3 separate regions of the Mus musculus genome follow, and all the other regions are linked to region 3. Evidence: chromatin contacts called from public Hi-C and HiChIP or PLAC-seq data. All regions are on one chromosome and are shown on one strand. Each heading gives the region's core, a stretch centred on a gene start, on an enhancer-like site or on the middle of the called end of the contact. The rest is flanking DNA. Distances are from core to core; before and after follow the strand shown.

Region 1 (4,783 bases), core at 1,313-3,812, 340 kb after region 3:
TGAATGCTGAGCTAAAATGTTTGACCTTTGCTCTTAGATAATGAGAACCACTTGAGTTTTTGAGGTTGGAGGTGACATCACAAAACTGTTTTTAGTAAGACTGATTTGGTGCCAATGCACTGGATAGACTGGGAACAGGCAAGATGGGAGCAAATGTCCCACCCCTCCCAGGAGAGCATGGAAGGAAGAAAAGAAAGGCAATGTGAACAAAGGTAGTTGTGCCAAGGAAGGAAGGGATGGAAATTTACTCATTCTCATGGAGTGACTGATTATACCCACTAGGACATTGCATATTTAAAAAGAAGCTGCCCATATGAAGAAGGGAAGCCATGCAGAGGCAGACCTTCAACAATGGGTTGGAATACTGTGAAACTTCAGCATCTTAATCAGCATCCTCAAGGCATCCCAAATCTATTCTCTGTCACATTCTATTCTACTTAGTTTCTCCTTTATGTTCATTTTTTATCACATTTTTTTTCAAGAAACTTGCTTTATAAGTTGTTGAGTGCCTAGTACATATTTAATGTCAGAAATATAGCCATGGCCAGAGTGACAGGACTCCTTGCTTCATGAGGCTGATGTTCCACTGTTGATAAACAGTGGTCAAGTATCTGACCAAGAGCAGAAATCTAAAAGGCTAATGTGTCAAAGAATGCCTGCAGGGATTTAGAAAGAGTGTAAATATGTTCGTCTGAGGAGGTGACATTAAGCAGAAACCTAAAAGATAAGAAGCTATGTGTATAGAGCACAGTGAAAATGAGGTCTTTGGCAGAAATGATCCTGGCTTTCAAAAAAAAGTAATTAGAAAACTATTAGGGGAGGCAGCCAAGGGCACTGAGACATTCAAAGACTCTAAAATACTTAAACCTAGGGACTTTAAGGTTCAGGGTAGGAGTAAAAGTTATACTCAACAGAAATTTAGATATTGAGACAGTAAAAGGTATTGGATTTATTGAGAAAGAAACAGACAATTCTCATCAAAAACACGCTCATGTGTAGAGTCCTTTATTCCTGGATTTACTATAAAGATATGGGAGAGAGCTTGTCGCAGCGAAAGTCATTGGTCAAGAAACACACACAGTCCTAGACTCGCAAAAGTAAATTCCCGCGGTATTTCTTTTCTCCTGGCGCGCTTCCCTGGTGTTTGTCCACATAGCTCAGGCTGAGGCTTTATTGAAAGAAGGATTCACCAGGAGGCTTCAAATGGGAAGCAATTAAACAAAGAGCCCACTGACAGACGCACAGTGTTCAGGATCTTACATCCACTGCACCAAATAAGGAATGACCATGTCTGGGGAGCTGTGTTTTTCTGAGGACTTTTAGACAAGCATTTCCTGCTTTGTTTGGAGACTTAGGAAGAATGGAATGAATGTCCGCTTTGATTCTCACGGGTTGACCTATTTTGACTGTTTTCAGGAAAATAATCTTAGAGTCCTCTTTGAACTTCAACCAAATTGCCTTCTTAAAAAAATGTATTAAGACAACTGACTTCATTTTCTTCCCAGATTATTTTGGAGCTGGTCTGAGAAGAGCATATATGTTTTCTCCAAATTCATTGTGGAAATGGTTTGCTGCGTGTTGTGAAAAGCAAGTTTAGTTTCATTTCCTCTGCCGACTTTTCAACCTGACAGTGCTAAATGGCGAGAATTCTTTGGGATTATGGTGTGTGTTTTGAGAGAGATCCTGGAACAGATGGTTATTTTCAGCCATTTTGTCACTGTGGCAAGATACTGCTGCTGTGTGCAGAAGAGAGAGAGGACCTTTCTTTGAAAAAAAGGAAAAAAAATCACATAAAATTCAGAAGAGAATTCAGTTTCCCATACCAAGTATAGATATTTTACTATTCTCTTCAGAAAGCATGAATTTCAAAACTGTATTTTATATGAGAAAAATAATTCTCCCACTGAGAGATCTCTGGGAAAGACAATTTTTAAATATTGAAACAGGTAGAATGTTTTGCCTTTCCGATTTTTCTGTTACGGAGAATCTGGACTCTTGCACATCTTTCCTTAGCTTCCAGGCCATCGGATTGCACGAGGGCAATATGAAATGCTAATTCCCGCATCAGGAGTTCCATGGATTCCCTGTGTGCTCTGCTCCCAGACCCTGAGAAACACATCCATCAGGCCTTGGTCTGACTGAACACAGGTAGATGGTTTATAGACTGTTAGCCCACACTGCTGCTTTAGATTTGCGGGATTACTCCACAAGAACAAGGCAGGTTCTATTTTTGACATTTCAGCAAAGAGACCACTTGTACACTACGGCCTGAGTTGATTTACTGTAAGAAAATAAGAGTGCTGTAATTTGTAAGACATTTATTACATGAGTCCAATTTTTTTTTTTAAAGAAACGCTCGGTGTCTCTGTCCATCCCATCTGGTTTTATTTTAAACTTGCTCTAGTCACATATGAAATTTTGCTTAGCTGTCTTCATTTTCTTAGTCAATCTTGATTAATGGCCTTCAAAGTAAAAATAATTGGCCTGCATCAGGGTTGTTTTATAACTCTTGTTCGCAAAGAATGTGAGAGGCTGGAAAATGAGCCTAAACAGAAGGAATGCATTACGTTGGTCTTTGAGAAAGAGCAGTCCTTCGCTTGTGTTTCACTGTGTATTTTTATAACAGGCGCCTCCTTGACCGTCCGCGATATTGCAGATATGCAGAGCCAGGACTTATGTATACTTCATCAAATCGGCCATGGCGGCTCAACTTCCCCACACACTACACATGTGAGGCTAGAACGTCCCCAGGCCAGCGTGGTACGGCTGGGAAGCCTGAAAGTTAATCATCTAGCAAGCCCAGTCTGTGAGACCCAGAAGTTAAAGCAGGGCAGGGGGCTAATTGTCACTGAAGTTTAAATGGTTTGTTTATAAAAGACTTCTCCAGCCTGGGCATTCCCCAGCCCCACTTTCCTCAAAAGTGTGTTCAACTTTAAAGGAGTTAAGGGAACCGTGCTCGCCCTATGACCACTGTGGGTTGGGACTCAAGCTCTGTTTCCTTTCAAGATCTTCACTTCTGGGAGAGCCTGACAGTTACAGAAATAAATTTGAGTTCAAACACAGACACACACAGACATAGACAAAAAAACCACATAGACACACACACTCAAGATACACAGACATACAGGCACATAGAGACACAGACAAACATAGAGTCACACGGATAAACACAGAGATACACAGACACAAACAAAGACATACACACAGGCACACACAGAGAAAAACACACAAAGACACAGACACACAGAGAGGAAAAGACAGAGAGAGACACAGAGAAAAGCAGAAAAAGATACCCAAACATAGATACACACAGAGATTCATACATTCACACCAAGACATACATACTACATACATATATACTCACACAGACACACGAATACACACACAAACAGACACATAAAGACATACATATATATAGACACACAGGCATGGATATACAGAGAGACACAGATGAGTTAATCTTTCTAAATAATATGCTATTATATAAATAGATAGTATATGGAGCATAAATAGCAAATCATGTTATCACTAGTGTTAGAAAGTTAACCTAAAAGATTCAACTTCTCAAAAATTCTAATACCAGGTTCAATAACCTAGATTTGTACAAATTTTGAATGTTCTTATATCTGGTGTTTAAAACAAAAACACAATTAAAATTCCTTTAGGTTTCAATTGATGTTAAACATACATCGATTCACAGTAACTTATCCACACCAGCAGGCTCACTGCCCATAGCAGGCAGGCGGCTGTTTGGGCAGTGCTCTGTGAGAGCCATTATTTCCTCTTGTTCAGAGCCCCAGGGCTGGCTGAGCCTTCGGGAGGTGAGGTACAAGATGGAAGGGGTGGAGAGCAGCTCCCTGATGCTGGTAAAAGCTTTTTGACAGTTCTACTAAGTAACTACAGCCGAGGCCTTGATTAAATAGCTATTATGCTCCACATGTTTTCCTAAAAGGAAAATTAAACCCATTCTCAGCAGGAAAGGAAGGATGCGTATGGCACCAGGCTGTGGCACAGGGGAAAATGCTGGACTGAGAACTTAAACCCACAAGGAAACATGAAGTTTCCTGGGCCTCTTCCTCTTCCTCAGGCTTCTACCGCATTGCCTCTTCCTAACCAGTTTCTCCTGTTCCTTCAGTCTCTAATTTCTCTCTTGGCTAATGAGCCAGGGAGTCTTTTTCATGCTTTTCTCCTGCCCTCTCAGCCTGCTGGATTCCAAACTCGAGGCTGGATATGGAGGGTATTGTGTTAGGTATAGTAAGCCAGACCCAGAAAGACAAGCTTCTGTCTTTGCCTCCGTATCCAGTCTAGAGTCGTTCAGAAGTGAAGTTGAGTAAATATTATTGGGAAGAGGAAAAGGAGCAGTGAGGGAGGAAAGGAGAGAGAGGAGACAGTAATAGGAGTGAATGTGTACAGAGTGCATGACATTCAATGTCACAACGAAACCCATTATTTTGTACAATTAATAGACACTAATGTTTTTTAAAGAAATGAGTTTTTTTTTACTGCCTGGGAAGGCAATTCTTCTTCCATGCATCTTACAATAGTTATACTTTCCAGAATAATGACAGAACCATGGACAATGTCCTAGTCTCTCAAGCATCCTACCTTCATTACTCCAGAACATTCACAAATTACCCACATGAATTCATAATCTAGCAGATGCTGCTAATCCGGGTAAGTTTGTTTACTTAGAAATGTATTACTCTAGAGACCTGCGTTTGGTCAGTTCTTATTAGTATATGTCCATGCACCCCATTCAATGTATTATTTCAGTTTATTTTTA
Region 2 (4,733 bases), core at 1,461-3,960, 330 kb before region 3:
CAAGAGTAACATAAACATGATCTTTCTCTATGTGAAAAATTAAATTTGGTGGTTGAAAAATGCCCATGATTTATCTTTTTGGTCATAATGGATGAGATGTAAAGGAAGAGTTGGGAATAAGGCTTGGGAGTGCATGTCAAAATTTTGTCATGTGTGTGCTGATTTATGATGACTTTGACAGGGCTGTGAAAATGCATTAATCTCTGAACAGGCAGCCACATATCTTTATGTGCACGTATACCCAAGAATTTCCTTTTAAACCTACCACTAGGTCTCTCACTGCCTGAGGCCTTTTAAATGCCTTAATAAGGTGTCAAAATTAGTAAATTATTGAGCCTATAATTATTGAACTGGTTTTCTTACATTTAAATCCCCATGCCTCCAATCTAGTGCTCATTTCTATGAGATTAGTTTCCTTAAGCTCAGTCCATTCTACTTAGTTACCCTGTTTAAAATACTTTGAGTAGCTCCTAGGTTCAATCAATTGTATCTATCTCATAATAGCAATACAGCATCCTTCTTTGTCTGGCCCCATGTGGACTTTAATTGCATCAATAATCACCTTGCTCCATCAAGCCCCAAATCTTGACTCTTTCCCAAAGCCCACAGCACACTCTATGCCTTGCCTTAGTTTTATTTTTTCCAACTATCCCACGGCTTTCCACTGACTCCCCACCCACTGTGCTTCCTGTTCAACATTTGGTTCCATCAAATATTAAGTAGTAGGGGTTGGACCTAAGCACCAGCTCATTAATGTTTAGCATTATATTGGTGGCTAAGGATTACCTGAAATGGTGCTTCCCAGGATATATCTGCCAATTTTGATATGGCAGAAGGATAACTTACTAAACCTCGTCTCTTTGCCTTTCTACCAAGTATGGTTTAGAGACGCTTTTTTCCCAATCAGCTTCCTCTGTTGTGCATTCTTCAGAAGAATGGGTGCCAGGGATAGGGACTGGTCCATGGATTACTATGGACTTTGCAACTAGGGATCTTTGCCTCTTAGTTTGGTGGCTGTCAATCATCCATCATCTTAGTACTTATAAGATGCAGCATCCCAATACCAGTAGAAACCCTAAGAGTGAAATACTTGCATTTCTTAATTTTTTAAAAGTTTGTTATGAAAACTTTGCAAATTAATAAAATCATCACACACCAAATGTAACCAGAGTTGTAAACAGTTACTCATCCCAGGCTATTCCACTCTGAGCATCACTGGCCCATAGGGGGACAAACTGTGAGACCATCTTGGTATCCCTGATGAGTTAAAAAAGCAGAGGAGTGATGGAGAACAGTGATCCCTTGTGGGTACAGGACATCCTTTGACAATAACAGGAACAGTCAGAAATTGTTGAGTGTCTGGGGACAATTAAACAAATACCTTTAAGATCCATTTGGTGTTTTCTTTAGCATCAGGTACTGGAAAGGCAAGGATGAAATATATACAGTTCTCAGTGATCCACCTCTCTCTCTCTCTCTCTCTCTCTCTCTCTCTCTCTCTCTCTCTCTCTCTCTCTCTCTCTCCCCCTCTCTCTCCTCGACTCTCCTCCCTCCTCTCCCTCCCCTTTTGTTTCCTTTCTTTCTCTTCTTTCTTTTTATCTTTTGAGAAATGGTTCTGCTATGTCGTCCAGGCTGGTCTCAGTCTCTTGATCCTCCTGCCTCATCCTCAGAGTACTAGCATTATAGTTGTGTATGTCACAACACTGGAATCCAGTTCTAGTTGTTTAGACTTTATCCTTGTTTCTACATCTCCATAATGTTACTGTCACCAGTGGTAATATATTGGAAATAATATTAAGGAAAGTTTAACTATATTTACTTAATGTTACTCTCTATAATTTGACTTATAATTATATTTTATAACGTACATGATACATAGTAGAAGCTATATATTTGTGAATAGCACTATGGATATATTTATCCTAATCACTCCGTTTTATTTAACTGATCTGATACAACTTAAAACCCTTTGTTTTTAACTGCCTTTGCCATGAAGAAACCTGATTCTTTAGTCTTTATTCACCAACTAACTCCTCTTTTCTTATAGCTCAAGCCTAGGAAGCCCATCTGGTAGACTCTCCCTGGAATTAATGAATTTCCTTTCAACACTTATCCATGGGAGCAGGAATGTTAGTTCACACTTTACGTATCTCATTTTATTCATTTATTTCTGATCATGCATTGGAACCAACGCTGCCCTTTGACATTTACAGTTTTCATTTCAGTATGTGTTGGTTTGAAATTTGAAATCTTGATCCTAATTTCATGAGCTTAGCTTAGCATGCACACCTCTTTGCATAGTCACGATAACTGGATACATAGCTTAGGTGTATAGTGTACCAGATCTGAAAGCTGGCCTTTAAAGTTCCGTCTTATACCTATGATGTGACTAAAATAACTTGGCATGCCCTTAATGAATCTGAACTACAAAAATTTATAGTCTTAGTTTTTTAAACTACTAGTTCAATGTTAGAAAATCCAATGATTACTAAATATCAAATACTTATTTCTATGGATAAAGTGCAGAGGAGCAATTTAATTTCTTTTCTTTTCTTTTTAAGTTGGACTCTGGATCAGAGATTTTTCTTTTTTGTAATAGATCTAAATTTATATCAGCTGGCTACTGTTTCCAGAACAGCCTTGTCACAGCCGTACATCATCTCATCTGAGCAACTACAGTAAATAATTGGGCCCGTGAGACATGGTTTTCCATCTTCTCTGCAGTGACGCCCTATAACCTCTGGGTTCTCCCCTGGGTCTGCAGGGTGATGGTACTGTTGCCTCTGGCCTTTTCATTTATTATTTATTTCATTTATTGCAGGCCTCAGAACAAATTGGAATTGGCAAAAATGGAGAGCGAGACTGTGGGATGATAATAGGCAGGGTCCACATGATTTCTCAGAACTGCAGGAGAGCAGAGAGGCAAGAGAAGGGTGTATTTGTACAAGGAGATGGTCCAAGCCAGGAGACTTTGGATGCTTTTAGAAAACACTTGTGCCTTGGTGATGTTTTCAGTTCTTCATTACAGTGAGCTGGCTGAATAAATAAAAAAAATTAATTTTGTTTTCTTGTGGTCTTGTAAGTCATAATACAGTCTTGATTATAGAAGACGAGAGAGGAACTGACCAGGAAATGGGCACATACATGCAGCCTGCTTCCCACAAGCAAAACCACTCTCTAAACCTCAGTTTCTCTACTCCCTCCGCATGCTAGTAACCCTTTCCTGAAATAAAAAAAGGACAGCTCAGCGTTTATGCATAGCACACTGTTTTCATTGGCTTTTAGTTAATTAGATATCTTCGACTTTTGTGAGAAGGATAATTTGCTACAATAAAAGTAAATATAATTCAGTGGGTTTTATCATACAATACTCATCTTGGACCAATTCTTCTGAAAGCAGAAAGATTTTATTATTTTTAAAATTCTGGTTTGGCAATGCGAGGGATTGAACCTAGGATGGCACACAGCATGTGACAAGTGTGCACTCTGCCTCTGGACCAAGGTTCCCAGCATCTGACAAGGAGCTTGTCAGTAGTGTGGTCCCAAGTGATATCAAGGAAGGCATTGTATTTACAGACAGATGAGAACACGTGAAGTGCCTGTCTCACCAAGCAGCCAATATCGTCGGTGCTTAATGCAAGTGGGTTTCTTTTTTTAACTGAAGCGTGTGCTACACATAACCCCCTCCGCCACACACACACTCAGAACAAACAGGTGTACACCTATTCTGTCACTCAGGATTTAGGATCTACACATGGATCCCGTGTTATGTATTTCTATGATGTGTGACCCTGAGCGAGGTGACAGACAAGAAATTTCATTATGTATTCTTCAGGGGAGGAAACTGAGATTTAGAAAGGAAACATAACTTGGGAAATTGCTTATGTAGGGTTCAAACTCAGATCTGTCTAACTCCACTAATTCTACTCCTAATCAGTATGCGAGACTGCCTCTTAGGCCATGCAGCTAACTCATGCTATCCAGGTGAGTTTGTAGTTACATGGTGCCATGTAATGCAGCTCTACTAAACTATTTAAACATAAACACTGAACAAGAGCAACTTCTTCTGCCCAGTTTCTGTGGGCTAGGAAATTAGTAGAATTCCATTTAACGAGTACGTGTGTGTGTGTGTGTGTGTGTGTGTGCGCGCGCGCACACGCGTGCGCGCGCATGTGTGTGCGCATGTGCAGGTTTGTGCTCAGGTGCCTGAGGAGGCCAGGAGAGAGCATTGGATTCCCTGGAGCTGGGGTCACAGGCCATTGTGTTGTGGGTCAGCTGACATGGAGGTTAAGAACCAAGTTTGAGTTCTCTGAGAGAGCAGCAAGTATTCCTAACTATGGAGCCATCTCTCCAGTTCCCAATTCAGAAATATCTTAACAAGTCAGTTCTGACTTAGGATCCCCTATCCAGTTGCTTGAGGATGCTGGCTAAAACTGTACTTCTCTGAAGGCATGGTTTATGCAGGAAGATAAACTTAGATGGTGTCTCACTTACATGGTTAGCAACTTGGTACCAGTCCAAACTGAATGTTTCTGCTGCTCTGGGTGGCTATTTCAGAGACTGCTGAGTGTCCCTAGCACGGTGGCTGGTTTTCTTCAAAATGAGTGACATGAAGGATCAAGGTTGATTCAGTCATACCTTTATAAACTAGCCTCAGACGTGACATAGCATTGCTTTACCTCACTGTGTTTGAACATCCATCTCTGATTTGATGGGTAAAGATCTGTGTGTGT
Region 3 (4,585 bases), core at 1,675-4,174:
GTCCCTATCTCTCTGTGTCTCTGTCTCTGTTTCTTTGTGTCTCTCTGTCTTTCTCTGTCTCTGTCTGTCTGTCTCTGTCTGTCTCTGTTTTGGTGTGTGTGTGTGTGTGTGTGTGTGTGTGTGTGTGTGTGTGTGTATGTGTGCTGCTGCCTGAGAATCAGAATGCAAAGCTCTCAGTTACTTCTCTAGCATCATGCCTTCCTGCATGTTGCCATGTTCCCAGCCATGATAATAACAGACTAAACCTCTGAACTATAGGCCAATCCCAATTAAATACCTTCCTTTATAAGAGTTGCCTTAGTCCCAGTGTCATTTCAGAGCAATAAAACATTAACTAAGACGCTCACCTAGAAATTTCAGGGTTTCTTCTGCCTTGGTTTTCTACATGCTGAGAACATGAGCAGTGCCTTTCAATGTATATATTGCCTGTCTCTAAAATGTTATTTATTTGGCAGTTTGGATGTTGGTGGCATATATATATATATACATATATATATATATATATATATATATATATATATATGCATACCTTACATATGCACACCTTGTGTATACACACACACACACACACACACACACACACACACACATATATATATATATATATATATATATATATATATATATATACACATACCTTGTATCTATGCAGGAATTACAAGGGTTGGAGCAGAAATATAATATACAAAATAAGTAATGGAGGTCTAGATAAACAGGTACAAACTCTTCTAGTCAAAATGTAGGAAGTATTAAGTTAGTTGGAGACAATATTTTTAGCATAATTATTTTAAAAGCTACTTTGTAAGGCTACTTTGTAGTAGTTATTATATACTCTAAAGTGGCCAGTGCCACTTCATATAGCAGTAAATGCTTATGCAATAATGTAACCTAAGCAAGCTCATCTCCTAAGGATATTCACAGTAAGAAATTCAGCGGCAGATTCTCATTATTGGCTGTTCTTTGCTTATAGAGCACAGTGTTTTCTACTGGATGTGTGACAAAATAGAAAGGTGCAGAGTTCCAGCAATCAGAATAAATGCCTCAAACATCTGCAGCTATACATATGTGGAGCATACAGCTGTGTTTATTTCAAAGATAACACATTTACATGCCTACAATACATTTACTTAAATGTATATTTTATGCATGTGAGAAATTCAAACAAGGGCATTTTCTCTATGTGAATATGCATTTGAAAAACGACTCACATCTATTCTCCACATTTATTTAAAGCTAACAGTATTTATTTATACAATATACTTATTACTACACAATCATAACTCTTTCAGAATAAAACATTTTTAAAAGATTAAAGAAACTTAAATGGGAGCATAGGTCACACACAATCAAGAAATCTTTGGGGTGGAGTTATTCATAGTTCAAGCTTTAAGAAGAATTTGGAAATTCAGCAAGATTAGAAAATAAAATCATTTGCCACAAAATATATTCCTTCTATTCCAAAAATTTTGTCACAACATGGTGTCCATTTTATTTGAACAAGGAAGCATATATGTTGGGACTTCACTATTTCCTCTCTCCTCCAAGCAACACACATATACAATCCTCATTAAGAACATTTATTTAATGTCATTGAATTCTATCTTTGTTTCATTTTAAAGATCCTGAATACCAGAAAATGATCTAGCAGTACAGAAAATAAAATCACATTTTGGGTTTCATTTCTCAATAAGATATCATGGGAGACTTCAGAGATATCTATTTATATGTGCCTACATTCTTTTTGTATGATGTTTTGCCTTTTACAAACTTTTGTAACACTTGAAGGGATATTATTATTATTATTTTAATATTTTATTTTTTAATTTCTGTCATGTAGTACATCTCAACCACAGCTTCCCCTTCCTTCCTTAGATCTCTTCCTCCATTTCTTCTTCAGAAAAGAGCAGGCCTCCGAGAGACAACAGCCAAACTGGAAAAAACAGTATACAGTAACACAAGGTGAAATCTCTTAATTTGAAGTTGGACAAAAAAACCCAATAGGAGGAAAATAGTTTTAAAAGCAGGCAAAAGAATGAGAGACATGCTGGCTCCCACTGTGTGGAGTCTCAGGAGAACACAGCAAGTCATAACAAATGCAGGGGACCTGGCATGGACCCATGCCGCAGGCCCTATGCGCTCCACACAGACTAACTGTGAACCTATGTGAGGCCCGCTTAACTGATTTGGTGGGCCATGTTCTCCCGCAGTCCTCCATCCCCTCTGACTCCTACTGTCTGGGTTTTAAATTTAGTTTATGTCAGTATAAAGAGAATCACTCTTTGTTCAGTGGCTTGTTCATTTATTAAATAAACTCACCTGCTTCTAGTCTGGAAGCAGACTATGGATAATAATACTACTTCCCAGGAGGTTTTGTCGGGATTGTAAAAGCATAATTTAGAGAGCAGTCGGTGATCAAAACCATTCCAAATGTTAAATAACTCAATATTGTCTGCTCCTGTTTTACAGATGCGAAAACTAAGTTCCCGAAACAGGCCTGCAATCACAGTCGTTTGTCACCTTTCAGCAATTGCTTTCCCTAAATTGACTCTCTTGTTAAAAGTTAAAAATTAAAATAAAAGTATCTTATCCTACCCTAAGTCCTGCTCCTTGAATCTCTTTGAATGTGTTTCACTGTTGGAATGTTTTCCTAAGGATATGACTAGATTTAGGTGTTTGTGTGTAAAAGGTGGAAGTGGTCACTCATTAAAATAACTTTTGGTTTTCGTTTTATGTTTGTGAAAAGAAGTCAGGCTCCTTTCTGTTAATGTCTGCATCCTAGGAAGTACTGAAGCTCTAAGGTGTAGAAATGATGGACCTAAGAGCACACACAGTCCTGGAGGCTCGCAGGGAAGGCCTAGCCAATCAGAGTGTAGACTGAAGGCTGGCCCCGCCCCTCCTCGTCTGGCCCTCCTGGAGTAGGGGTGTGCGGCTCTTCGTCCCGCCCCTGCCTCTGAGTGACAGCAGCGTGGACAGCTGCCCACCCGGCCGGACCCGCAGTTGGGCCGCCCTCGCTGGGCAATGCTGAGGTGTGTTTCCGGCGAGGGCTTGGGGGTTCGGGGTCACAGTTCTCTTGATGCGGGCCCAGGGCTGGAAACGCGCTTTCCCAGCGTCTCCCAGCCCCGTGGAGACTGTAGATCTGGCCTGGGGAACAGCCCCAGGCGCTGGGCCTGAGCATCCGGAGGCTCCTCCAGGGGATCTGGGCTCCGAGCCCAGCAGGGAGACCTCCTTTTCGACTGTTTTGGCTTCTCCGGCCCAGAGAGAATGGCCAGACTGGGGTGGGCGTGGCCGCCTGGGTTGCCGAGCAACGCGGGTGCGCCCTGCCAGCGTGTCCTAGTGCTCCAGGACCTTGCAGAAACTCTCAGTCCCACCCACTTCCCCAGGTTTACCCTAGGCTGGGGATTAATTAGCTTGCTGTGCTGTCCACTAATTTGAGAGGCCTCCTTGTAGTTACAGGTGACTCTAGTTTCTACTAATCCTGCTTAGGCCGCCGCCGCCTCCTGTGTTTTAACTCCGATTTACTCTTTCCTGTTTCCCTTTTATGGGAACAGTCTTGTAAGCCAAAATATTTGTAGAGTTGCTTTATTGGTTAGTGGTAGTGGTGAAGTGGGGTTACTTTTTCTGATGTTTAGTGAATCCCCGAACCCAAACGATGTTGTATGTGGATATGCTCTGTGATATGCTGTCTTTCACTTAACCTAATGTAATGAACTTCCTCTGGAAGTTGCAACTCATTACAGCAAGGACTTTCATATGTGATTTTCCTTGCAGTCTATTGTGAAGTATGTTAAACTTCTAAGCACTTACTATTGAGTCCATATTTAATGATCAACTACAAGATAACACAGATAAATACTGCAAACATCTTCTTCCCTCATATCTTTTGGCCCCACATGATTCAGAAGAACAAACATTCTATAGGAAAACACAGACAAGAAGGGAGCTGGCTTTAATTTTCCATGCCAGGGTTCCAGTGTAAATCCTCAGGAAGAGAGTTTCTCTTGGCCTGCTGTTAACAGTGGCCCTCAGTAAGGAAGCCCCTTCGTTTCCCTTAGTTGAGAACCTTCAATCATCTCATCTATAAAGTTCTCAATCTAGTATCTATCCTAGCAGGATTGATTTAAAAGTATAATTACAATAGTGATCTGCAGTAATCCAAGATGTTATTGGTTATAATGTCCGTTTGTTCTTATCTTAGGGTATTTTTAAATGTTCTTGACTTTCCTCATTTCTTTGGCTAGTAGAGTGGTGAGGATTATGTCCATCCATCTTTCCTCGATTAATTCATTGTTACTGCTTAGGTAGCACACAAAGGGCCTTGCATAGTTTATCTGCCCTTAGTATTAGTCCCCCACCACCCAAGAATACACAGAGAAGGGGTTGTGGTTTTGTAGGGGCTCTTGGAGATATTAGGAAATGTTCGTGTTAAATCTAATAATGTCCAGTTTTTGATGTCACCATTTTGAGATGCCAGAGAAAGCTTTGAGTAATCCTGTAGATTGGGCAGCATTTAAATAGGAAGTGGAAGCTTTATCGAGACCACCATTTTCCTTTAATTTAGGACACAATAATTACTTTCCCCCATGTC

Evidence for each region. Hi-C and Micro-C count contacts between places; a contact is called where the count stands out from the background. HiChIP or PLAC-seq counts read pairs in DNA pulled down with a chosen protein or histone mark.
Region 1: an H3K4me3 HiChIP or PLAC-seq map of embryonic limb bud shows a contact between it and region 3, with 4 times the contacts expected there. The contact joins the enhancer-like site here to the promoter of Triqk in region 3. A contact is called at or near these places in 4 of 484 Hi-C or Micro-C datasets (adipose-derived mesenchymal stem cells, cerebellar granule neurons and uterus), 2 of 115 datasets of contacts at active chromatin or transcription factors (cardiomyocytes and embryonic limb bud) and 1 of 9 other capture datasets (liver).
Region 2: a Hi-C map of olfactory sensory neurons shows a contact between it and region 3, with 1.7 times the contacts expected there. The contact joins the enhancer-like site here to the promoter of Triqk in region 3. A contact is called at or near these places in 2 of 39 promoter capture datasets (embryonic stem cells and hippocampal neurons), 1 of 484 Hi-C or Micro-C datasets (olfactory sensory neurons) and 1 of 115 datasets of contacts at active chromatin or transcription factors (stem cell-derived neural progenitor cells).

The regions. Positions count from the first base shown.
Region 1 is chr4:13,239,674-13,244,456 of GRCm38.p6, forward strand. No RefSeq gene overlaps it. Among named protein-coding and RNA genes, the nearest start is that of Gm46880, 41 kb to the right of the region's middle. Within about 2 kb of position 2,563, at least 54 of the 459 cell types and tissues checked have an H3K27ac peak or open chromatin away from gene starts, as enhancers often do. A contact at or near this core is called in adipose-derived mesenchymal stem cells, embryonic limb bud and uterus, where this site is marked.
Region 2 is chr4:12,575,566-12,580,298 of GRCm38.p6, forward strand. No RefSeq gene overlaps it. Among named protein-coding and RNA genes, the nearest start is that of Triqk, 330 kb to the right of the region's middle. Within about 2 kb of position 2,711, at least 2 of the 459 cell types and tissues checked have an H3K27ac peak or open chromatin away from gene starts, as enhancers often do. A contact at or near this core is called in olfactory sensory neurons, where this site is marked.
Region 3 is chr4:12,903,913-12,908,497 of GRCm38.p6, forward strand. It overlaps Triqk (triple QxxK/R motif containing), which reads left to right and starts at 2,925. Exons shown (of 5, transcript NM_001171801.1): 1 at 2,925-3,026.